Linked DNA regions of Mus musculus: region 2 is linked to region 1. Evidence: chromatin contacts called from public promoter capture Hi-C data. All regions are on one chromosome and are shown on one strand. The core of a region is the stretch at or near the end of the contact, and the rest is flanking DNA. Distances in the headings are between cores, read along the strand shown. Region 1 holds the start of Cep170b (centrosomal protein 170B). Region 2 holds the start of Mta1 (metastasis associated 1).

What was found. Promoter capture Hi-C pulls out the DNA fragments that hold promoters and counts their contacts.
Region 2: a contact with region 1 is called in a promoter capture Hi-C map of pre-B cells, with 2.5 times the contacts expected there. The contact joins the promoter of Mta1 here to the promoter of Cep170b in region 1. A contact is called at or near these places in 2 of 39 promoter capture datasets (liver and pre-B cells), 2 of 484 Hi-C or Micro-C datasets (B cells and embryonic stem cells), 1 of 115 datasets of contacts at active chromatin or transcription factors (pancreatic cancer cells) and 1 of 9 other capture datasets (liver).

What each region holds. Positions count from the first base shown.
Region 1 is chr12:112,720,586-112,723,700 of GRCm38.p6, forward strand. It overlaps Cep170b (centrosomal protein 170B), which reads left to right and starts at 1,589. Exons shown (of 19, transcript NM_001024602.3): 1 at 1,589-1,797. Gm46382 (proline-rich extensin-like protein EPR1) reads right to left here and starts at 1,581. Exons shown (of 2, transcript XM_017315329.2): 1 at 976-1,581.
Region 2 is chr12:113,096,894-113,100,242 of GRCm38.p6, forward strand. Mta1 (metastasis associated 1) reads left to right here and starts at 1,385. Exons shown (of 21, transcript NM_001364622.1): 1 at 1,385-1,552. The coding sequence starts at 1,525.

The DNA.
Region 1 (3,115 bases), core at 339-2,838:
AAAAAAAATAATAACGTTTATAAGCATCCATTACTAAGGAGTGAGCAAGGGGTAGCTAAGCTAAGACAGCGAAGCCGCTGGGGAAAGGGCTGTTTACAGAGCCAAGAGAATGGGAGAGCCCGGCTCGGGAGTTGGGACTCAGAAACAGGACAGTCTCAGTCTACTAGGAAGAAACTGCAAAATCCCCATACAGCTCCCGGAAGCTGAGACCGGGGCTAACAACCCTGGCAAGGACAAATGGGCTAGGAAGACAGGAACGTACCCAGCCCTCCTCTTTCCAGTACCTGACAAGTCTCCTCTGCCTCCATCTCTTCCAGTTCCTGGCCTCTCCCTGGAGTCCTGGCCTCCCCCTCAAAGTACTCCCGTTTGCCCACAAAGACATCTAGAGCTCTCTCCAAGGCCTTCATCTCATCAGGTCTCAGCTGGCACAAACTTCCTGAGCCCCACTGTCCTTGGGATGACATCCAAAATTGGTCACGAGGCTACAGGTTCCTCCTCTGTCCATACCGCAAGCCAGGCTCCCCCATTTGGGCCTGTACTATAAGCTCGCACAGCCAGGCCCAACAACCTAGCACATTCTCATGCAGTTTTTCCTATCTGTCTCCTCTTGGCGGGCTTGCCTCTACTCTCGAGTTGTGTAGAACCCCTTCCACCTCCTTCTACAGGGCAGGGATGGGCAACTGTGCCCGCTGGCTTTGGAGCCTGGGCGGGGTGGATTGGGTTCACGAAGCTCCTGTACCAGCAGGATAAAGCGCACATTCCTAGGCCTGGAGTTCTGCTCTGCATTCCACTTCCGCCAAGGCCCTCACTAGTACCCTTCAACGGGAATGCAGGAATGCACTCTGAACAGTACTTTCTCCACCACTCTGCAAAGCCGCTCCGCCCCACGCTAATCCTTTCCCCCTTGGCACTAGAGGGACACCTGATACCTCCATTGTTGCACCAGGCACCAGCCAGCGGCCGGTGAGAACTTACCTCAGGAACTGGGAGAGCCTCCGGAGTTCCCCGCCCCTCCCCGTCCAGCCCACTGTGACATCCAGGTACGTTGGTGTCTTTGCCCACCATCCTGTCCCGAGCCCGTGGCCTATCCTGCAACGTCGAGGGCGCAGGAGGAAGAGACCCAGCTGGACGCACAGGCCTCTGGGATCCATCCTACTTCCTTCGCCCTGCACCCCTCCACTGGGCTGAAAGGCCAAAGGTTGGGGCTGGGAGAGCGGCTGGAGCTCGGGCTTCTGGAATGTGGTTAAATGTTAACTATTCGGCTCTGGGACAGGACGCTGGGCAGCCGTACGCCCTTTCTCGCAACCCTGGGATAGCCAGCGCCAGAGAGAAGGGGGTCTGAATGCACAGGGTGGCGGAGATGCGCCGCCCCAGGCTGGGCCGGGGACAAAGGTGATCGCCCGTTCCTGGTTGCCCGATCCGGTGCGCCGGGACGGGTGGACGGAACGGGAGGGGCCGCGCGTAACCTCTGGGGCGGCGCTGCGGAGTCCAGCTCACCTGCTGAGGCTGGCCCGCCCTAACCTGGTTTCCGGGGGGCGGGGCGTCGCGGGGCGGGGCATCACGGGGGCGGGGCGCGCCGGGGCGGAGCGTGTCGCGGCAGACGTCAGGGGACCCGCCGCGCGAGGCCGCGGTCCGGCGCTCTGCCCGTGGGCTCGGCCGGGGCTGCCGCCAGCGTGCGGGCCGCGCCGGGCATGTCCTAGGCGGCGGCCCCGCCCAGCGCTCGGCCGGGCGGGCAGAGGGCCGGGCTGGGCCGGGCAGCGTCCGGGCGGGCGAGCCGCGGGCCTGGCGGGAGCACAGGTAGGACGCAGGAGGGGCCGCGCCAGCCCTGCGCCCACGGCGGCAGGGCCTCCAGCAGGGCACCTGCGTGCCTCCAGGCCACACCGGGGCGGGCGGGGCTGGACAAAAGCGGCGGTGAGGAAGGGGCTGGGCGAGGGCCCGGCACACCTGGCCCGGCCAGCGCTTGCCGATGCTGCCCATGTCTGCGCGCGCCCGGGAGGGGCCTCCTGGCACCGGCGACAAGGCCTGGCCCCGCGCATGTCTACGCGGCCTGCCGAGCTGGTAGACCTGGGCGCCCGGTCCCCGCCCGGGCAGGGCCAGCGCTGATTCAGGATACAACGCCGCTCCCTCCCCCTCTGGGCCTGGCGCGCCTGCCCGCCTCCCGGCCTCCTCCCGGGTGCCCGGTCCCCCCTCCTTCTGCGGTCCCTCCCTCCGTCTTCCTTCTCTTCTCTCCTTTCCCTTTAGCCGCCACCGTCTCCCTGCTTTCTCTGCCTCTGGGCTGTCCGCGGCCAGGAGGGGACCTCCTCCTGTCTGCTCCTTTCAGCCACGGGGCTGCTCCCTGCCTCCCACTGTCTCTCAGCATCTGCATCGCCACCTCCTCCTTCACCTTCGGGTGGTGGCTCTTCTGCTTGGCGCGGCTGAGGGGACAAGTTTGGGGTGTTTATTATTCTCCCTCCTAGCAACGATGGCCGGGCTAAGCCTAGCCCCAAACCTCCTACAGCAAGCCCTGGCTCAGAAGCCTTTCCAAGTTGGACTGGCGGTGGCAGTGGTCACCCCATGACCAGGCTCTGGGGGTTGGCCTCCCTCTCCTCTAAGGGTGTCCCCGTGCCTGCTGTCCACAGTGAGATGATGGCAGGCAGGTGATGTCAGAGTAGGAGACATCCAGGCTGGGTGGGGCTGGGAGGCTCAGTGACGCCCTGGGTCTGGGGCCTGGGGGGGGGGGGGGCTCCCTCCACAGCCCTGACACCTTTGCCAGTAGGATTGGGTCTTTCTGAGAGTTGGGGCTATGGATACCCAGTGAGGTCCTAGAGGCTGCAAGGGCATTGAAATCTTGCCCCTTTAGCCCTTGCCTCTCAAGCTGGGCCCTAAGGAAAGGGGACCTCAGAGCAGGGTATGGGTATGTTCCTGACCACCTGGAGCTGTTTTCTGGGGAGGCAGGTTTCTTTTCTCCATCTTCCTCCTGCTTCCTGAAGGAGTGCTGTGGGCCTTCACAGATGGACAGAGCCCTGTGTTCTTGCCTGCTGCTTACCCCGAAGGGACCCGAGACCTGGGTGAGCAGCCCAGTGTTGACGTCTCTGGGCATGGCTCCTGGGAAATGCAGGACAGGGTTTGGTCCCTC
Region 2 (3,349 bases), core at 135-2,634, 380 kb after region 1:
CGACAAAGTAACCCGCCGTGCTCAGACTCAACCAGAACTCCCAGTCAGCTCCTTTTCACTGCCCCAACTGTGGCAGGGACAGGAGTCCCATCAGGGACACAACCTTTTGTCCTCTGGCCTTGGGGTAATGTCTAAGAACTCCCTCTTCACAGACCTTAGATAAGCAAAGGCAAGCCCTTAGTCACAGATGCCACAAAGAGGCACCTTCCTCAGCACCGCAATGCCCCACGGCTTATGTGGTCTTGGCTTCAGCTTGGGCTTGTGGGAGGGAATCCAAGCGAGCAGGGAGGTACACGGAGGGAGGCCTGGCACTTCAGGAACAAGCATGACCGCCTTGTTCAAGGATAGTCATGATGTTCCTGGGTGACTGAAGAGGTTGGACAATGGGGGACACACTGAGGACCCCTACAAGAATTGGAAAGGATCCCTACACAGGGGTGCAGGGAAGGGCTCACATAGAAGGACCCAAGGCAACCTTGTGAGAAACTCCCAAGGAGCCAGTCCTAGGAGGGCTCACCTTGTCAGGTATGTGAGAGGTCTCTGGAGGTGACCTGGGGTTGCTGAAGACTAGGTGAGCATGGAGCTTGGCGGGGGTGGGGGGAGGGCAGGGAAAGGGTCACCAATGGGTGCTGAGGGCCAGGAGGGAATGGGCCTGGAGAGTGCTGGAGAGTGCCACTGGAGGATGCCCGAGTCATTTGGGAGGGGTCGTGGAGAGCCTCCCAGGTAAGCTGAAAGACCATGTAAGAGGGCCATCCAGGGATGTCGAGGACCACTGAGGGTTAAAGAAGGGCCACCCAGTGGGTGCCGAGGTCCAGGCGGGCGTGGGCCTGGAGAGTGCCACTGGAGGATGCCAAGTATCATTCCGGAGGGGTCGCAGGAGGGCCATCAATGATGTGGAGGGCCAGCCACTCTAGGCGGGTTGCAGGAGTGCGTCCCAGGGACGCAGGGTGTGGGCCTGCCGAGGAGGACCACCTGGGGATGCCAAGGGCCACTCCAGCAGTGGCTTCGAAGGACCTCCAAGGGATGAGCAGCTGACCCAGGGATGCCGAGGACCACTTTGGAGAGGATGCAGGAGGGCCACTCGGGATGCCAGGGCCACGAAAGCGTGGGGCTCCGGATGGCCACCCGGGGATGCTGAGAGCCAGGCAGGAGGGGTCGTGGGAGGGCGATCCGGGGATGCCGAGGACCAGGCGAGCTAAGGGCTCAGAAGGGCCACTCGGCCAGGGGCACGCGGGCCGGCGCGGCGCGGGGTCGGGTAACGGCCCGCGCGGTGGGCGGCGGCGCCCGAGGCCCCTCCCCGCCGCCCGCGGCCGCTCCTCCTCTTCCTCTCCCGCCCGCGCCGCGGCCCTCCCGTCCCTGCGCGGCCTCGGCGGCCTCGGAGGCGGCGGCGGCGGCGGCGGCGGAGCAGCGCGGTCCCTTTAAACCGCCCGCCGGCGCCCCCGCGCCCGCCCCCGCCCCGGCCCGCGCCCGGCCCGCCGCCCGCGCTCGCGCCCCGCGCCCCGCGGCCCCGCCGCCGGCCCGGACATGGCCGCCAACATGTACAGGGTCGGAGGTAAGGCCCCGCCACGGCCTTTATGCGCCGCGGGCCCACCGCCCGCGCCTCCCGGCCCCGCCGCGGCCTCCGCGCCTCCCCCACGCCGCCCTCGCGCGCGGCCCGCGCCCCTCCCCCCCGTCCCGCCCCCGTCGCGCTCGCGCCCCGCCCGCGAGGCTCGGTTCTGGTCTCCGGTGCTCGTCCCGGCCCAAAATGGCCCCTGGGCTGCCGGTGCCGGGGCGCGCGCGCGCGGGGCGCCGAGCGGCGCTGGGAGGGGGCTATGCCCACCTGTTGGGGACCGGGGGTGGCCCGCGGGACGCAGGCGGAGTAGCGGCGAGTGGCCAGGGTGGCCAGGGCATCCCGGGGGCCGGCGGGCCCGGCGGCGGGAGGCCTGGGCCTGGGTCCGGGCCGGAGCCCCTGAGCAGGAGCACGTGCCTCTGGAGCTCTGGCTGCGGTCCCGCGAGCAGGAGTTTCGGGGTCTGGGGGGCAAGCGGTCTCCTCAGGGGGCCGTGCAGGGCCCGCTAGGTGTGCAGGCACCGTGAGTCCTGTTGCAGGGGCCACGAGCCCGTCCCAGCCGAGGGCTTTCCTTAGCAGGGATTCCTGGGGGGGAGGGTTGGCTACAGCAGGGGGCCTACATCCCAAGTGCAGGTCTGAATCACCCCAAACTTTTCTCTGCCTTACTGCTCACCCCTGCCTAGCAAGGAGGCACTTTCCTGGCCTTTGGAAGGCCAGAGGTCCCTACTGACCTGGGGCCATGAGAGCCTGTCTGCCCGGGCTGGTCCCCCAGTTGTTGGGCCCTGGGAAGAAGCCCTTTGCCCAGTTTGTGTATGTGTGTGTGTGACCAGGATACTCCGGAATGGCCTTGCACACATCCAGGCCATGCTGACCCTTATAGTTATCCCATAGCCTTCTTCTGCTCTCTCTCTGGACTTGGAGACCCTCCTGGTCACAGCCTAAATGTGGATGAGTCTGCTGCTGTCCCCCACTAGCAAACTTGGGCTTTGCTGTGAGAGTGTGCTTGAGTGCAAGACCACCCCGAAACACCCATCAACCACTCCTACGGAAGACCCCGACCCCTGAGTGCCTAGGTCATTTCCTTCCATCTCACACCAGCGGGACCCAGCCAGCTCAGTTCTGTGGCTTGGGGCACAGGGGTGCAGCTATCTCCACACGGATGGCTCATCCTCCCACAGCAGGCCTCCCACAGCAGGGGCCTCTCAGGGAATCCCTGATCTCACACCTTTGCTCTCTGCCAGGACCTGCCACAGGTCATACAGCCTGGGGTCATATGAGGAGGGGCTGGTCTGTGAGGATTCAGCCTTGCCAGCCCCAGAGGGAGTGGGCCAGGTCACTGGATGCTATAGGCTTACTGGCCTGCTTTCCAGGGCAGAGGCTAGCTCCTGGCTCCCCAGGGGGCCCCCTTCCAGGTGTTGCCCCTTATTCTGCCCAGTGAACCATTTTTGCAAGGATCCCCCTTCCTGTTCACCATGGTTCCTGCTGATATGGCTGCTGCTTCCTCGGGTTCTACCTCTAGTTCCCTCATTTCAGAGGTTCTCCTTTGCCCGTGAAAGGCTCCCATTATCCTGGTCCCTGACCCTGCTCTCTATCTGGACTTGGAGCCCCTCCTCCTGGTCACAGACTAAATGTGGATGAATCTCTTCCCCCACTAGCAAAACTGGGCTCTGCTGAGAGTGTGCTGGAGTGGAAGACCACCCTGAAACACCCATCACCACTCCTGTATGACCCTGACCCCTGGGCCACCTCCACCCCCCACCCCTCCTGGTTCTCATGGTTTCTGGCCCATGATGGCATGTCATA